Linked DNA regions of Mus musculus: region 1 is linked to region 2. A link is a contact called in public Hi-C data. All regions are on one chromosome and are shown on one strand. The core of a region is the stretch at or near the end of the contact, and the rest is flanking DNA. Distances in the headings are between cores, read along the strand shown. Region 1 has its middle 140 kb from the start of Adgrl2. Region 2 has its middle 220 kb from the start of Adgrl2.

The links. A called contact is a pair of places that touch in the nucleus more often than the background predicts.
Region 1: a contact with region 2 is called in a Hi-C map of embryonic fibroblasts, with 4 times the contacts expected there. The contact joins two enhancer-like sites. A contact is called at or near these places in 1 of 15 datasets of contacts at CTCF or cohesin (pro-B cells), 2 of 484 Hi-C or Micro-C datasets (Sertoli cells and embryonic fibroblasts) and 2 of 9 other capture datasets (adipose tissue and pancreatic islet).

Annotation. Positions count from the first base shown.
Region 1 is chr3:148,810,239-148,814,923 of GRCm38.p6, reverse strand. No RefSeq gene overlaps it. Among named protein-coding and RNA genes, the nearest start is that of Adgrl2, 140 kb to the left of the region's middle. Within about 2 kb of position 2,268, at least 13 of the 459 cell types and tissues checked have an H3K27ac peak or open chromatin away from gene starts, as enhancers often do. A contact at or near this core is called in embryonic fibroblasts, where this site is marked.
Region 2 is chr3:148,732,155-148,736,584 of GRCm38.p6, reverse strand. No RefSeq gene overlaps it. Among named protein-coding and RNA genes, the nearest start is that of Adgrl2, 220 kb to the left of the region's middle. Within about 2 kb of position 2,579, at least 39 of the 459 cell types and tissues checked have an H3K27ac peak or open chromatin away from gene starts, as enhancers often do. A contact at or near this core is called in embryonic fibroblasts, where this site is marked.

The sequences.
Region 1 (4,685 bases), core at 1,019-3,518, 79 kb before region 2:
ACTGCCATCAGAAGCTCAGGGTCCAGGATTTACCATCTCTGGAGAAAGAGTCCATGTGATTCATTGGCTGAAATGCCCTGAGTTTATGAAACTGCTGGAAGAGGGTGTTGCAAAAGCGGGCATTGGCATTTCAGCCTTGTTGCGTTTTCTATCTAGAGTCTTAAACTCCACACTAACTTTTGCATATAAACTAGACAGCATCAGTCTGCTTTCATCACGAATTTGGGCAAGAAAATACTAAGAAAAGGAAAGGTGGTGTGGGCTACTCAATTAGACCCATTTGTCTCTCTCTCAAGGCCGTTCTCAGAACCCAGAAAGAACGAGAACTGCTTGATGTCTAAGCGCTTAGTGGTCTGTCTTTAAAAATCATTTCTCACTACTCTTTACCCCAAAGAATACAATTGGGAAATTCTCTCATCTTTGCTGCCAAAATGTTTTTAAAACAAACGGAAAGGAGTCTGTATATGTTGCTTCTCACCCCCTATAGGTTTCCTCCTAGCACAAGGTGGTTTTTATGTTTAAAATTAGGAATCTAGCGGCTAAACTTGTGTGTGTGTGCACACATGAATGCAGGGGTGCAAACATGTCTGTGAACACATATACACGTGCATGCACAGGCACTCTTAAGTGTTGTATGGATGAACATGTGTCTGTCAGAAGTTAACTTGAAGGTGCCTTTGTTAATTACTTCACTCTGTTTTTGAGAGAGGGGCTTCCTGGACTTGGAGCTCACCACTTTAGAGAGAATGGCTAGCCAGATCTAGTTTTCAGGACCTTCCCGTCTCTTGCTGCAGTACTGGGGTTACAAGCACAGGCTGGGATCTCAACTGATGTCCTCGGGCCTGTGTAGCAGTCACTGAGCCATTGCCCCAGCCCCGAACTTTTTTAAGGAAAAAAAATGCTAATGGCTTTTTTTATTTGTCTACTTGCTTTAAGTCTGCTCAAGTACTCCTGGCTACACAGTTCTTGCATCCCTGGGATGCTGTTTGTCTTGATGGGTTTGTAATTTATAATATTGCTCTACCATCGTTTTCTCTGGGAATAACTCCTCTTTGAATGGTAATAAGGAGAATGCTGTCGTCTGTTTATCTTAGATGGGCTTGATAGCAGTTGTACTACGTTCATGTTCACTTTGAATGCTTTTATAGACGGTTACACAGAAGCTGATACAAGTTGTGTAAATATGGTGCCAGGTCTGCTTCAGTCACGTTCACTAGAGGTAGCCTGGTAGCCAGTAAAACAGTGATTATTGGAATGAAAACCATCACTTGCGACCACACCACACACACACACACACACACACAAACAAAAGAAAAAAAAAAAAAAAACAGGACAAATTCCTTGCATGTTTGCATAAGAGCAAATTTCATGTGCCTTTTTTTCCCCTGTGGGCAGAAGAAAGATGTTCAAGACGGTTCATGTATTCAGATGAGTAGAGCGAGGGGTGATGTACGTTTCTCTGAACTCAAGCTTGAAACTGGGGCTTACAACTGAACTTTTACTCTGCTTCCATGGGGTGGGATGGGTCCAAATATTTGAACTATAACATTTTTACTCCTTATAATTTTTCTTTAAAAAAATAAAATAAAAACTTGAAAGGCTTACCTCCCAGCTGGCTTCCTGGAAGGGAGCCAGCTTGTCTTATTTCTTGACCCTGAAGTTTTCTCTAAGGATGGTCCTCCCCACCACATTTCACAAAGAGAACAGTTCCAGATCACCCCCTTCCCGTCAAACGACTGCATTAAATCTCAAGCTTCAGTAGGAAAAGTTACTGGCGAGTGGGAAGAAAATAAATGAGGCTACTTCCCAGGGCAAAAAAAAACCATGAATGAGCCTTAGAGTTTGGATGGCTAGGACTGTATCTGGGAAAAATTGTGCTGGTCTTCACTACTGTTCATGGTGGGAATTTCTGTTGGGTCAGATGACGTCTCCAAAGGACTATACACATGGTTAGCTGAGATCACCACCAACCCGGAAAATGTGACCGTCTGGTGGTTGGTTAGAGCATCTTCAAGCAACAAGTGCTCTGCGACATTACCTGTGTGCCCTAGGGAAGTATTTAGTACTAGTGGGAACTGACAGGTACCCAAAGTTCATCTCAAGGCCATGTGGCCACTGACCTGAGCTGGTCCATCCAGAGAGGCATCTTCCCGTCAAAAAACAAACAGAACACGAACAATAACTTTGACATTCCCAGGTGATTAATACGTGTCTTTTTCAATAGACCTCTCCCAGCTCTCTGGCATCCCTCTCCCACCCACGCCACCCTCCTCCCAAAGGCATTCCTGCTCTTCTCAGAAGCCTTGACAGGCAGGTTTGATTTTAAAAGCCTATTGTTTCTAGAAGGTTTTTCTAAATGGGGTGCACGATGTCATTATGTTTACAGGCCTTAGTGTTACAGACAAGTGTTTGAAATTAGAACTAATACCTAGAAAAGCCAGTGCTTGTGAGTTTACTACACTCTTGACCCTGCTATAGATATCACACACACACACACACACACACACACACACACACACACACACACACATGCCCATCTTTCTATTCTGTGCCCATTGAAGCTGGAAGACAAAAACCTTGTGGAGATATTCAAAAGGCATAGCTATCCTTAAGCAAGCCCATGCTGTGAGCCTAAGAGACCAATGGCGACTGGACAGTCTGTGCATAGTTTTTCACCAGCAGTTTTGAATCATGAGTCAGAATTGGGCTCTTGAAAGAAGCATTTTAGCATTCCCAGTCATGTGGCTTTCTCATTTGACTTTATTAGGGGGGAAAAAAAGGAAGAAAGAAAAAAATTTTTTGCTCTCTCTTAAAAGAACTGCAGGGACAAAAATGGAGAAGAGACTGAGGGAATGGCAGTCCAGTGACCAGCCCAACTTGGGACCCATCTCAAGGGGAGGCTCCAAGGCCTGACACTATTACTGATGCTATCGTGTGCTTACAGACAGGAGCCTAGCATGGCTACCCCTGAGAGGCCCAACAAGCAGCTGACTGAGACAGAAGCAGAAACTTACACCCAACCAATGGGCTGAAGTGGGGGGCCTCTGTGGTTGAATGAGGGAAAGACTGGAAGAAGTTGAGGAAGAAGATCAGCAGTCTCAACTAACCTGGCCCCCGAGGGTTTTATAAAAAGATAAGGGGAGGGGATATGTTTTTGGTGGAGGCATAGTCAGGTGTGAGGAAAGGGAGGGCTTCCTGGGGTGCCCATGCGGAGGCGTCCCTTCCCCCTGAGGGGCCACGTGAAGAATAGAGTTTATTCAGGGGATGGGGATGGGAGTTGAGAGGGTAGTAAGTAGAGACACAGAAAGGCAGAGAGAGAGAGAGAGAGAGAGAGAGAGAGGCAGACAGACAGACAGAGACAGAGAGAGAGAGAGAAGAATACATGGGGGGGAGAGGAACAAGAGGAAAGAACAAGAGAGCAAGAAGGCAAAGAGAGCAGAGGGGCCAAGCATCCCCTTTTATAGTGAGTCAGGCACACCTGGCTGCTGCCAGGTAATTGTGGGGCAGAGCCTAGACAAAATGCTACCACCACCAGCCAGGCATCAAACACTAGCTGGTCCCAGGCCTGACACAGACAGCAGAAGACCGCCTGGTCTGACCTCAGTGAGAGAAGAGGCACTTAACCCTAGAATGACTTGAGACCCCAGGGAATAGAGAGGCCTGGTGGGGTGGGGGTGGGGACATCCTCTTGGAGGTGGGAGGAGGAATGGGATGAGGAGCTGTGGGAGAGGAATAATGACTAGACTGTCAAAGAGATCAAAAATATAAATAAATAAATAAATAAATAAATAAATAAATAAATAAATAAATAAATAAGGCTGACCAGGACCACAGAGATCCAACAGGAGCAATTATGATAGCTGTGAGAGGGTGTTGACCAGAAGAAAGACTCATTGGTGGTTTTCTCACAAAGTATCAATCATAATGAATAGTCGGCTTTTACACACAGACATAGGCTGGCTGATGTTTGAAAGATAACCTGAGAAGTTTCGTGGCATCACTGTTTCATGTTGGAGCAGGAATACATTTGCCACCGTGTGCCTCTTCATAGTAGCTGAGGGAACAGCTGGCTGGCTGCGTCCTAAACACTGCACACTTGTTTGGTTCAGTTCTCTTCCCCAGTCCTCTGAGAGTTTTCATTTCCTACTTATACAGGGAAAAGAAGAAGAGAAAGAGGAAGAAAGAGAGAGAGAGAGAGAGAGAGAGAGAGAGAGAGAGAGAGAGAGAGAGAGAGAGAGAGAGAAAGTTAGTTATCAATGGTTCCTGGTTAGCAAATGACATCATACACTTCAGATGTCTTCTTTGACTGAGTCTTGACATGACATCTGACCAACTCTGATTTGCCTGGAGGTCAGAGAAGATCCCCTCTCTCCTGGTTTGGCCTCTGCCTTCAATCAGAGACAGGGTGTCTCTGTTGCTTTTGAGTCCACAGAGCTGAAAAAGAAAATGAACTGGAGACAGTTTCTGAGGTACAAACTCCTGGTAAAGATAACCTACACAGCTAAAAAAAAAAACAAAAACAAAAAACCAAAACAAAAACAAAAACAAAAACAAAAACAAAAACAAAAAACCAAAGAGAACTAAAAACCAAAACCAAAACCAAATAAAACAAACACTAAAACACTTCCCGGAAGCAGATCCGTTAACCAGGTTGCAAGTCAAATGTGATGCTGGTTACTGATTTA
Region 2 (4,430 bases), core at 1,330-3,829:
ACTGGGTTTTGTCTCCAGCACCTTATACATGGGTGTGATGTTGCATGTCTGTAAGTGTGGGAGTCCCCAGAGGCAGGGGATCCCTTCTGCAAGGCCATGCTTCACTATGAGTGAGTTCTTGGCAACCTTGGGCTAGAAAATTGTGTCAGCTTCAGTCTCTCTCACATTACTACCACCTGCAAAATCATGAGCTGAATGGAAGAGATCAAAAAGAGGGGCTTACGAGATACGCTAACCATCTTAACAACCCCAAACCATTCTTTTAAAATGTGTTTTTTATTATGTCCCTTGTCTTCTAAAAAAAAAAATGTTTTTTTTAGTACATGCCTTTGGCCCATTTGGGTAGGAGGGTAGGGCAGGGACAAACACATACACACATACACAGACACACACAGAGATTCTCTCTCTCTCTCTCTCTCTCTCTCTCTCTCTCTCTCTCTTTCTGGGAGGAGGAAGCTCTCAATGTGTGAAGAAAACTACCAATATTGGGGAGAAAAACTAGAAACAGCTGACCAAGGGTTACACATACACCAACACATAGAAATGCAGGAGAAAGCTGGTGTTAGGCAGATGACTCACAACAGTTCATGACTGATCCCCTTGAGTTCCTGACGGAGCAATGTACAACCTGAATTTAAAATAACTTTCTGCCTCCATCTTGATTGAAGCTGGTAAGACTTCATCTCTTTAGTGTCTGCTTCCTTCCCCTTAAAAATACTTCAAGCAATACGTACCGTTTGAAATTATTACGAGCACCTATATAGACTTATTCTTAATCCAATTTAATATTTCTTACTTGGCGCCTGTAGTGATCTAGGCCTTGTTATGAAGAACAGGAAGTTCTTCCGCTTATCATTTTACAAACATGCACTGAGCATAGTCCTGTTGTAGGTGTGGACTGAGTCCTGGAGGACACCCACAGAGATTTCGAGGTTCCCATGTGCCCCGTCTAGAATGTAGAGTTCAGCAAGTGCCACCAACACTGTCTCTGAGTTTGGTATCCTTGGCTGTGTAGATTCCCCAGGAAAAAAAAAAAGGGCAATTTGGTGTTGGGAGCTGAGAAGCCTCAGAAAATACAGTAGGGAAGAGAAAGAGTTGGGAGGAGAAGGTTGTCTTCTCAGCTAGCTGTGTTCTTGCCCTATTGAGGCTCTCTGCAGTAATTACAAATGAGAAAATTTCATTCAACTCCCATCACACCCATCGGTTCCACCCACACAACAGCTCCTAATATTTTCCTAACTTTATCCTTCTCAGTTTCTCCATTATAAAATGCAGGGTTTCAACAGATGATCTATAAAATCCCAGACAGTTTAATAAAATTCTGATTATATAATGCTTTTGCCTTCTAAATCCCTGCCTTATCAGCTGGCTCAGAGAGGAGAACTTGGCCTAATCCAAATATGTACGTGTGTGTGTGTGTGTGTGTGTGTGTGTGTATCCACAAATGTCTTTTCCAAGATTTAAGAAAGATCTAAAAGGAAGAAAGAAAAAAAAATAGAACCACAAGAATTTTAACACTATAAAACCTATTAAATAATTAAGTAAATAGGTATTTTAATTATATACAAAATGTAGAAAACAGAACAAACAATAAAAGTAAAAGTCTTATGTGACTTTAACATTTTATTTCTCTGTATAAGCATGTGGTTGTGCTATTCTATAGCTTATTTTTCCCTTAACAGTGAATTTTAAAAATAACCCCTCGTGTGTCCAATGTACTTTGGAATATATATCATTCTGTGTCCTACAGGAAATAAAGTGGAATTGACTTTTAATTTGGAATATATTTCTTAGTTCCATTCTTTTTTCAATATTGCTTAACAGGTCTAGTTTTGTCTTCAAGTTTCCACCCGACTTTGGATTGTCTGTGAACAACGAAGCAGGCTGCAGTGCCTGCCACATCTGCTGGGGGATGTAATCGTTAATGACAAGAACATAGCTCAGTTATTTTCGAAGGTCAAGATTGGCAGTAAACAGGGCAGAGACATTTGCAGAGAGCAAAGAAAAAAGGAAGGAGGGAGGGAGAGGGTAGAGTGGAGGGAGCCAGGGTGAATGGCTTACACATCTATGGGGCTCTCAGGTAAAATGATCTTCTCGTCTCCTCTTTGGCTGCCCAGCGCTGACCTCATCGGAGGGACGTAATCAAACAATATCGCTTTATATTCATTCTTGCAAAAGTCTTTGCACGGTGCAGAGGAGATTATGAGAGTCATTCTACACCCCACGCAGAATGTTATTATTTTACTATGTGGTTTGGAACCGGGGTGTGAAATTCCCCTTCGCTGGAGATGGAGAAGAATGGAATGTAATTTCTCAATTGGGAACACAATCTTAAAAGAACAACCAGCTTTAAAACAAAACTTCCTCACTCCTCAAACTCAGGAAACTTTAGCAAGAAGGTGACACCCTGCTTTAGTCAATGCAGTGGCCTTCTCCCCAGGAGAATATCTCTATTTTGCGAGTTCCCAAGTTCCTTTCATTGCTTTGTTTCTGTTTGGCAGGGCTGACCAGTTGACCTTCAAAAGGTAAGCTGGAAAGATTTGAAAGTGTGGGCATGGCTTCCTTCTGTCTCAGTGCTGTCCAAGCCACTAGACAGCGTTCAGTTGCTTTTTGATGCCACTCAATCAGAGCATAAGTATGCTAGCAGGGTTTAGGCTCAATATTCATGAACGAACTATTTTTATTTTTATAAATATGCTTGGCACAAATCAATACAAGTCAGCCCAGAGAAATAAAATCAGTATTATCTACAGTGGCCAGTGCACCACTTTTACCCCTCCAACTCTTCATTTCCTTGGAAGGCTAGTCGGCTTAGCCAGGCTCAGAAAAGCAGGCAGCGTGATTGTGAGCCCTCTTCGCTCAGCAGCTGCAGATAACTGCCCTTGTGGAGAGCGCTTAATCTCTCTGAGTTTCACTTTACAGCCCAGTGGAAAACCAGTACAGAAATATTAACTGAACTCTCAAGTGATTTGGTAGAAAGCAGCAAAAATTATAGAAGACAGATCACATGCGCTAGGCAAACATCCAAGGATAATTCGCTTCCTCTTTAATGGTTTTAAATCTTGGATGTTTGTTAAACAAATGATCCTTTCTCTGCACCGCCGTTTGCACACACAGCACAGGGCCTCAGGATGAGTGGCAGCCTTTGTCTTGGCCGTACCTGATCATCGTTAATGTTCTCGGTCTGCATCTTGTAGCCTGCCCAGGGGTGTCATTATCACAGACTCTCAGAGCCAACTACTACAGGCCCGATTGCCAGACTACGGAGTCAACCATGTTTTTTGTTTTTCTTTTGTTTTTCAAGAAAAAATAAGCTTGATAATGGTAATGGCACACTTTGAAACATCTGGAGTGTAGAAAAGATCTGTTTTTGGAACTTCCATTGCTTGCTTGTTCAACGTTTATACGTGGAGTTTACTCTCTGTAGTCCCCGGTTTTCCATTTGGGGAATTAAGGTTATAGTACTAGAAAAGAAAGGCCAGGTCTATGGTGTTAATTGGGAGATAAATACTGGAGCCAAGTAACAAAGTATGCAATGAGAGTCAAGGAGGGCTTTGGAAGACTCTGCCCATGGGGAAATGCCTGGACTGCAGGGGCAAGGATTCTTTCTGAGAACTGGTTTCACTGATAGAATCAGGCTGTCTACCTTGCCAGCCCTGACTCCAGCCAGTGCCACTGGTAACTTCCTACACTTGTCGCCACATGATTCTCTCCCCATCTTCCTGCAAAAACAGAGCTTTCACTTTTATACTTTAGTCACACTGATAAGCAAGTAGACTATTTGTTTCTATCCTTGAAACATACTAAAGGCGCTGGAGAGCTGGCTCAGTGGCTTGCAGCACTTATTGCTCTTGCAGAGGTCCTAGGCTTGGTTGTGAGCAACCACAAGGAAGCTCACAACCATCTATAATTCCAGGCCCAGGGGATCTGAGATTCTTCTGACCTCTTAAGGCTATTGTATGCATGTGGCGCACGTACATGCACACAGATACACATGCATATGCATTAGAAATAAAATAAAGATTCTGATAATATTTGAGCGGCAGATACGGCTCAGTAACTAAGAGTGTTTGCTACATGACCATAGAGACCTGCATTCAAATCCTCTGAACCCGTGTAAAGGTCAGCTGTACTCATGTACCTGTTACCTCAGTGCCATGGGAGGCAGAGATAGGAGGGGCTTGCTGGATAGGAGCCTAACTCTAGGTTCAGTAAAAGGGCCTGTCTACAGCGAGTATGGGGGAGAGAGGTAGAGGGTACTGACAGTCTCTTTGAACCTCACTGTACACAGACGCAAGCACACTTACACACATGTGCATACATCTAACACACACACACACACACACACACACACACACACACACACACACACACACACACTATCCCATCCACATCAAAACCCTCTCTGGGTGCAACATCACTTAACCTCT